Linked DNA regions of Mus musculus: region 1 is linked to region 2. A link is a contact called in public promoter capture Hi-C data. All regions are on one chromosome and are shown on one strand. The core of a region is the stretch at or near the end of the contact, and the rest is flanking DNA. Distances in the headings are between cores, read along the strand shown. Region 1 holds the start of Ddx11 (DEAD/H box helicase 11). Region 2 holds the start of Tmem232 (transmembrane protein 232).

Region 1 (3,045 bases), core at 411-2,910, 580 kb after region 2:
GGAAGGAAGAGAAGGCTTCCTGAGTGGACTAAAAACATGGCTGCATCATGAAAGCACCTAACCTACTCATTAGACCACCAGGGAGGGGGTGGGTTTTTTTTGTTTTTTCTTTTTTCAGTTTTTTTTTTTTTAAAGAATTATTTATGTGAGCACAAGGTCGCTGTCTTCAGACACATCAGAAGAGGGCATCAGATCCCATTACAGATGGTTGTGAGCCACCATGTGGTTGCTGGGAATTGAACTCAGGACCTCTGGAAGAACAGTCAGTGCTCTTAACTGCTGAGCCGTCTCTCCAGTCCTGTTTTTGGTTTTTAGAATATCTACAGGGACAAGACGATGCTTTCCAAACAGAGGCCCTAAGAACATTGAGTCTTAGGACTGCTTAAGATCCTGGGTTTTCACCAGACAGTGCAGGCCTTTAATCCCAGCACTCAGGAGGCAGAGGCAGGTGGATCTTTGCATTTGGGGCCAGCCTGGTCTACTGAGGGAGTTCCAGGACAGCCAGGGCTACACAGAGAAACCCTGTCTTGGGAAGAGAGAGAGAGAGAGAGAGAGCGCTGAGATAATCAGACATAGCCCTCCACTCTGAAACTTGATACAATCAAACTTTAGGGAACAGTAACTCAGTCCCAGAGCCCGGAATTGGGGTTAAGGAGCTAGAAGCGAAATCACATATAGCCCTTCTCCCTCTTCTACTGCAAGCTCTGTCTTGAGCCTTTCAAGCATATGTATAGATGACAACAGAACCAACAGAATAATCAAAGGCTCACAGATCCCACTGGGGACTAAATCCCACAACTGCCAGGCTCCCTATAAAATGGACACTAAAGGGCAAAGAACTAATCTTTCTTACATCTCTCTGCAAAAGAGCGAGAAGGGCACCAAGCTTGAGGGTGTGGTTAGGATTTTTAGCCACAGCCTCTGAAAATGGATCATGTTCAGTGTCCCTAGTGCAATAAACAGAGACGTTTATAGTGACCAATTGCTACACCTCCCGTGCTGTGTGTGCTTTTGTAACTAGTGACAGAAAACCAAATCTCAATGGACTTACTGTTCCCCAGAGCCTGTCAATTTTTTTTAATTCTGCGTTACACTACAGGAACAGTTTCTAAAAACAATCACCATAGTAGTACACCTTTGTCATGATTGTGAAACAGATTCAATATCTATAGTAAGGAGGAAACATAAATACATGCATGATGAATGACCTCATCAAAAACCCTCTTAGTACTTAGTGGCTTGTATACATCTGATATTTGATAGTTTCTCTTTTCTACATTTAACATTCTTTGAGAAATCTATTTGAATCTTGGGGGCTGGTGAGATGGCTCATCGGTTAAGAACACTGGCTGCGCTTCCAGAGGTCCTGAGTTCAATTCTCAGCAAGCACATTCTGGCTCACAGCCATCTTTAGGGAGATCTGATGTCCTCTTCGGGCAATTGCGGATGTATATGCAGCAGAGCACTCATACATTAAATAAATACAATTTTTTAAAAAGCGCAATATTTCTGGGGAAACAACAACAACAACCCCCAATAGCCGGTAATACAAAAAAACTAATATGGAAGGTTAGATCAAAGCTCAAACACAGTTCTAATCCAGGCAATATTGAAGCACAAGGCCCGCGGTTGAGCGGCAGCGCGCAGGCGCAGTGGCTCGGGGGCGTGGCCACGTGGAGGGTTTTCTGCGTGCGCGCATGCTCCTTCAGTGAAACTGCAGTTTAAATTCAGCCGCGGCGGCCAGGCTCGCTTGCCGGCCTCAGTGAGGCGGTCCTGCGGTGGCGATCGAGTTCGGTGCTGTGTGGGAGAAGCGCTGCGACCGAAGGCAGAGAGGTGAGAAGGGCACACTCGAGCGGAGGCGGAAGCCGAGGAGGCTGCCAGGGGGCAGGGTTAGCCGAGCGCGCCCTACGGCCGGACGTGGGGGCGGAGGCGGCGTGGGATGGATTGGAGCGAGTGGCAGCCCAAGTATAGTGGCGCCTTCGGTGAGTGTACGTAACAGGTTGGATTCTAAAATGTAGAGAGTCTGTTTTAAACGATTTTCAGGGGTTATTGTATATAGTGAAGTCAGGTGAAGACACAGGTTGACTGATAATGAACTTGAGATCCAATTTGGCAGTGTGCCTCAGGGACCATACTGTTGCATTCTCGGCTGCACTGCCCCCCCCCCCTTTTTTTTAAGGTTGAGGAAGTTCGGGAAGTCGACCACATTTTGATGGAAGTGGCATAAAAGTAGGATTAAATAATAAATACATGGTCCCTGCATGCAGGACCCTGTCCTGAAATCCCGGCTAGCTTGCAGTTCTCATGTACAGGGTTTCCCTGCCTGCCCGCAGCCCGGGTTCCTGGTTTTCCCAGACGGCGACATTCTTCACCTCCGAGTGCATCATTTCAGGAAATCTCCTGTTTAGCCTTGCTAAGTTCTCTGTTGTACTTAGGTGAGCTTGACCATAGCAGAGCGCTTCGCACCTGGGTTAAATGCGTACTTTTTCTTCTTTAATGCTACTTACTCCTTAACACCCAGCCGCTTTCGGTTGTAGATTAAGCTCTGGGCAGCTGCTAGGCGAGGGCTCCACTAGTGAGCAGTGTCTCCAGCCAGCAGTTCTGTCATGATATCCGTGATAGGTTAAGTGAAATTAAGAAGGGGGTGGGGTGGGGGCTCTGAAGAGTGCTTAACACATGTTAGATGCTCAGAATCTGTGGTTACCTTTAAAAACTTACTTTTACTATTTTATGCATAGTTTGTATGTCTGGATCCTCTAGAACTGGAGTTAGAAACAATTGTGAGTTGCTGTGTGGGTGCTAGGAATTGAACCTGGGTCCTCTGGAAGAGCAGCCAGTGTTCTTAACTACTCCGCCATCTCTCCATCTCTTGTTGGCTACATTTCTTTACCCTCTCTTCGTGTTTTAGTGGTTTTCCAGTTGCATAGCTCTTTTTATTACTGCATTTTCTTAAATTTGTTGTGTGGCCTTTAGTTTTTGTTGTTTTGTTTTGCTCGGTGCTTTCTCCACCTGGGTAGTCGTTTTTCTTTCCCTAATACCTGGAGG
Region 2 (3,398 bases), core at 305-2,804:
AGTTATTATAGAGCCTTTGCAAGATGCTAGATACCATGTTAGAATCATAGTTTCAACAAAGTACCTGCTAGGTTACTGCAGGAAACCAATAGTCCTAAACAGTTAGCAAATTGTTTATGTTACTGCTGAAATGGAATACAAAGTAGTGGGGGTAGAATAATTCATTAACTTGCTGAAGTTGTTTTGAAAAGATTTGAGGGAGTGGGGACTTAAACTGAATCAACCAGAAATATTTGAAGAAATGAACCCAGAGGAAGAAGAGGAAGAGGAAGAGAAGGAGGAGGAGGAGGAGGAGGAGGAGGAGGAGGAGGAAACAACAGTGTGGTTAATTTAAAACAGTAATTCCCAAAAGTGCAGTGTGGAACAAATTTGTGTAGACTGACATGCTGTAAGATTTAGGGGGTTATTAGTATATGTGCATATATAATGAATCTTGAATGACAGATAATGTGATATGTATGTAATTTTCTCCAAATTTATTGACAAGAGCAACTTTTTAGAACACTACTTCCTGGAATTATATGAATGATACATTTTGGGGAATGTTCAATAGTTATCAGCAAAATGGAAATCTAGCACTTACCTTGAAGCCTTACATGAGAAATCAAAACATTTCTGAGACATAGCACGTATTGAAATAGCTCCAACAAAATGCCTGGTTGCTTGGCAGTTTGTGTGTTTTTCTTTCTAGAAAGTTATTATTAATCTCTGGACAGCTTTTTAAAGCTTCAATTAAAACAAGCTTCAGAATATGTGACTTCAAAGGCGACTTCTGAGAACTAGGTCATATAAAAATTAAACCAAGCCTTTGGACATGTAGCTTGCATCAGGGAACACCAGGTTTAAACTACAACTCTAAAGAATCTGACCAGAGACAACAGAGAAGACGGCATCGATCAGATGAACTTTAATTATAGACTTCTACCCAACTCTTCCCTACCTCCAGGAATGCTTCCTGAGTGATAACTTTGCCATTATTTTCTAGGTTATTTGTGAGTTTTTGTTTTGTTTTCATCTATTCTTTGCCCTTTCCGTGTACTAATCTTTATGTTGGAATTTTCTCTTTGAAAATCCAAAAGTGTACGTGTACGAGGAGAATGGGGAGATGGTAAGAAGACGGAAGACGGGGTGGGGGAAGAACTGAGTTGCTGGGGACCATGAACACTGATCAGCAAAGCCCTAGAACAGTTATCAGAGCTCCCCCACCTTCTATACTCTCCCCAAAACACTGCCTCTATCAAAGGAGCTAGCGGAAGTTGCAGGGCACAGACTCTAATTTGGAGCCTGATACTGTAAAACTGGTAAATAGGTCTGGAGTTTCCCAATGACTAGAAGTCTCTTCAACTTCGAGACGGGGCTTTTGGGACTCTGAGGGGGTGAAGTTCAACCTACATTTGGGTCTTTTGTGGTCTGGGTTACTAAAGGATAGGACCGTAATCCTAGTTCCCCAAGTCACCGACAATAGGGGCTACAATTACTCACCCCAGCGCTCCCGCCAGGCTCTCCAGCTGGTTGCTAAGGATGCTGTGTAAGTCGCTCTTGGAGCCCGCTGGCTGACCTTTAACTGTCTCAAGGGTTTAGCCAATCACAAGCTGTCATTCCACCAGCCCTACCCCACCCGCACCTCGCGTGTACTCAGATTATAAGCAATAAATCCAAACAAGCAAGCAAACGAATAAACAAACAAAAAACAAAAACAAAAACAAAAAACAAAAAACCTTCGTTGGCTTAAGACGACCGAAAAGCTCACAGCTGTGACTCCGCGTGACTTCCTTGTGTACTGTGTGTAGCTGCCAGCAGCCGCAAAAACGCCTTGGCAGCAGTCAGCACGTCCTCCATGCCTAACGCCCTGTTAGACCGTATATCTTTGGAAGAAGTTGCTATTGGCAAATTTCTTTCTGTAGAAAATCTGGAGACTGTCACAGCAACCAAATACGAGTCACCAAATACCCAGGGTGTTTTGACACATACTAACCACAAGGGGGCGAGTTTAAATTCAATGCCTTAAAAACATCCTGTAAGATTACCTGTGCCGACTAACAAAGGAAAGATTGGGTTTTTACAAATGTTCACACCTGGAAGTACTGACGGAAAACATTTTTAGTTACATGGGGAAACCAGTGTACGTACATCTTCCTATGACATAAATTTCCTAAAAATAATTGGGTGCTTCAAAAAAGAGACTCATAGTGGAAACTATAACGTTAGCATGAACTAAGGTTATCAAATAGGTCTTTTGTATTCTCTCTCTCTCTCTCCCCCCCCCTCCTTTTGGAGAGGGTGAAGCATAGTTTTTTTTAACTAAAAAACATTATTTCATACAATATATTCTGATTCATGTATTTCCATCCCCAAATTCCTCCCAGATCCCCCCATCTCCGTACCTACCCACCCAACTGTATGTTCCTTTCTCTCTCTTTAAATAAGAACTTCAAGTCTCTGAAGAAAGAAATTAAAGATCTCAGAAGATGGAAAGATCTCCCGTGCTCATGGATTGGCAGGATCAACATTGTAAAAATGGCTATCTTGCCAAAAGCAATCTACAGATTCAATGCAATCCCCATCAAAATTCCAACTCAATTCTTCAACGAATTAGAAATTCATCTGGAAATTCATCTGCAAATTCATCTGGAATAACAAAAAACCTAGGATAGCAAAAACTCTTCTCAAGGATAAAAGAACCTCTGGTGGAATCACCATGCCTGACCTCAAGCTATACTACAGAGCAATCGTGATAAAAACTGCATGGTACTGGTACAGCGACAGACAGGTAGATCAATAGAATGGTAAAATATAAAAAAAAAAAAAATTTAAAGTTAAAAAAAACTAGAAGAACGGAAGAGGGGGAGGAGGAGGAGGAGGAGGAGGAGGAGGAAGAAGAAGAAGAAGAAGAAGAAGAAGAAGAAGAAGAAGAAGAAGAAGAAGAAGAAGAAGAAGAAAAGAGAAAAGAAAGCACACAAGCAAAACAGCACTTGGGAGGCAGAGGCAGGTGAATTTCTGAGTTCGAGGCCAGCCTGGTCTACAGAGTTAGTTCCAGGACAGCCAGAGCTACACAGAGAAACCCTGTCTTGAAAAAAAAAAGAAAGAAAGGAAGGAAGGAAGGAAGGAAGGAAGGAAGGGAGAGAGAGAGAGAGAGAGAGAGAGAGAGAGAGAGAGAGAGAGAGAGAGAAAGAAAGAAAGATGGAAAGAAAGAAACCAAAATAAACAAGAAAAAAAAAAAAAAAACACTAAACACAAAATGCCCAACCAAAGCAAGATGAGATCAGAGGGCTACCAAAACCCTGCTGAGCTTGTGCCGGCTCATGTCTGCCTTGAAGTGGAGTTAATACACCCAGACAGGCTCCGCTGGAGAGAAATGCTTTCTCCTGGACATGAGGCATCAATTGTAGATAACTTCT

The links. Capture Hi-C pulls out chosen DNA fragments and counts their contacts.
Region 1: a contact with region 2 is called in a promoter capture Hi-C map of liver. The contact joins the promoter of Ddx11 here to the promoter of Tmem232 in region 2. A contact is called at or near these places in 1 of 115 datasets of contacts at active chromatin or transcription factors (bone marrow-derived dendritic cells) and 2 of 9 other capture datasets (liver and pancreatic islet).

The regions. Positions count from the first base shown.
Region 1 is chr17:66,121,860-66,124,904 of GRCm38.p6, forward strand. It overlaps Ddx11 (DEAD/H box helicase 11), which reads left to right and starts at 1,661. Exons shown (of 27, transcript NM_001348292.1): 1 at 1,661-1,833.
Region 2 is chr17:65,539,228-65,542,625 of GRCm38.p6, forward strand. Tmem232 (transmembrane protein 232) reads right to left here and starts at 1,555. Exons shown (of 15, transcript NM_001008973.2): 1 at 1,483-1,555.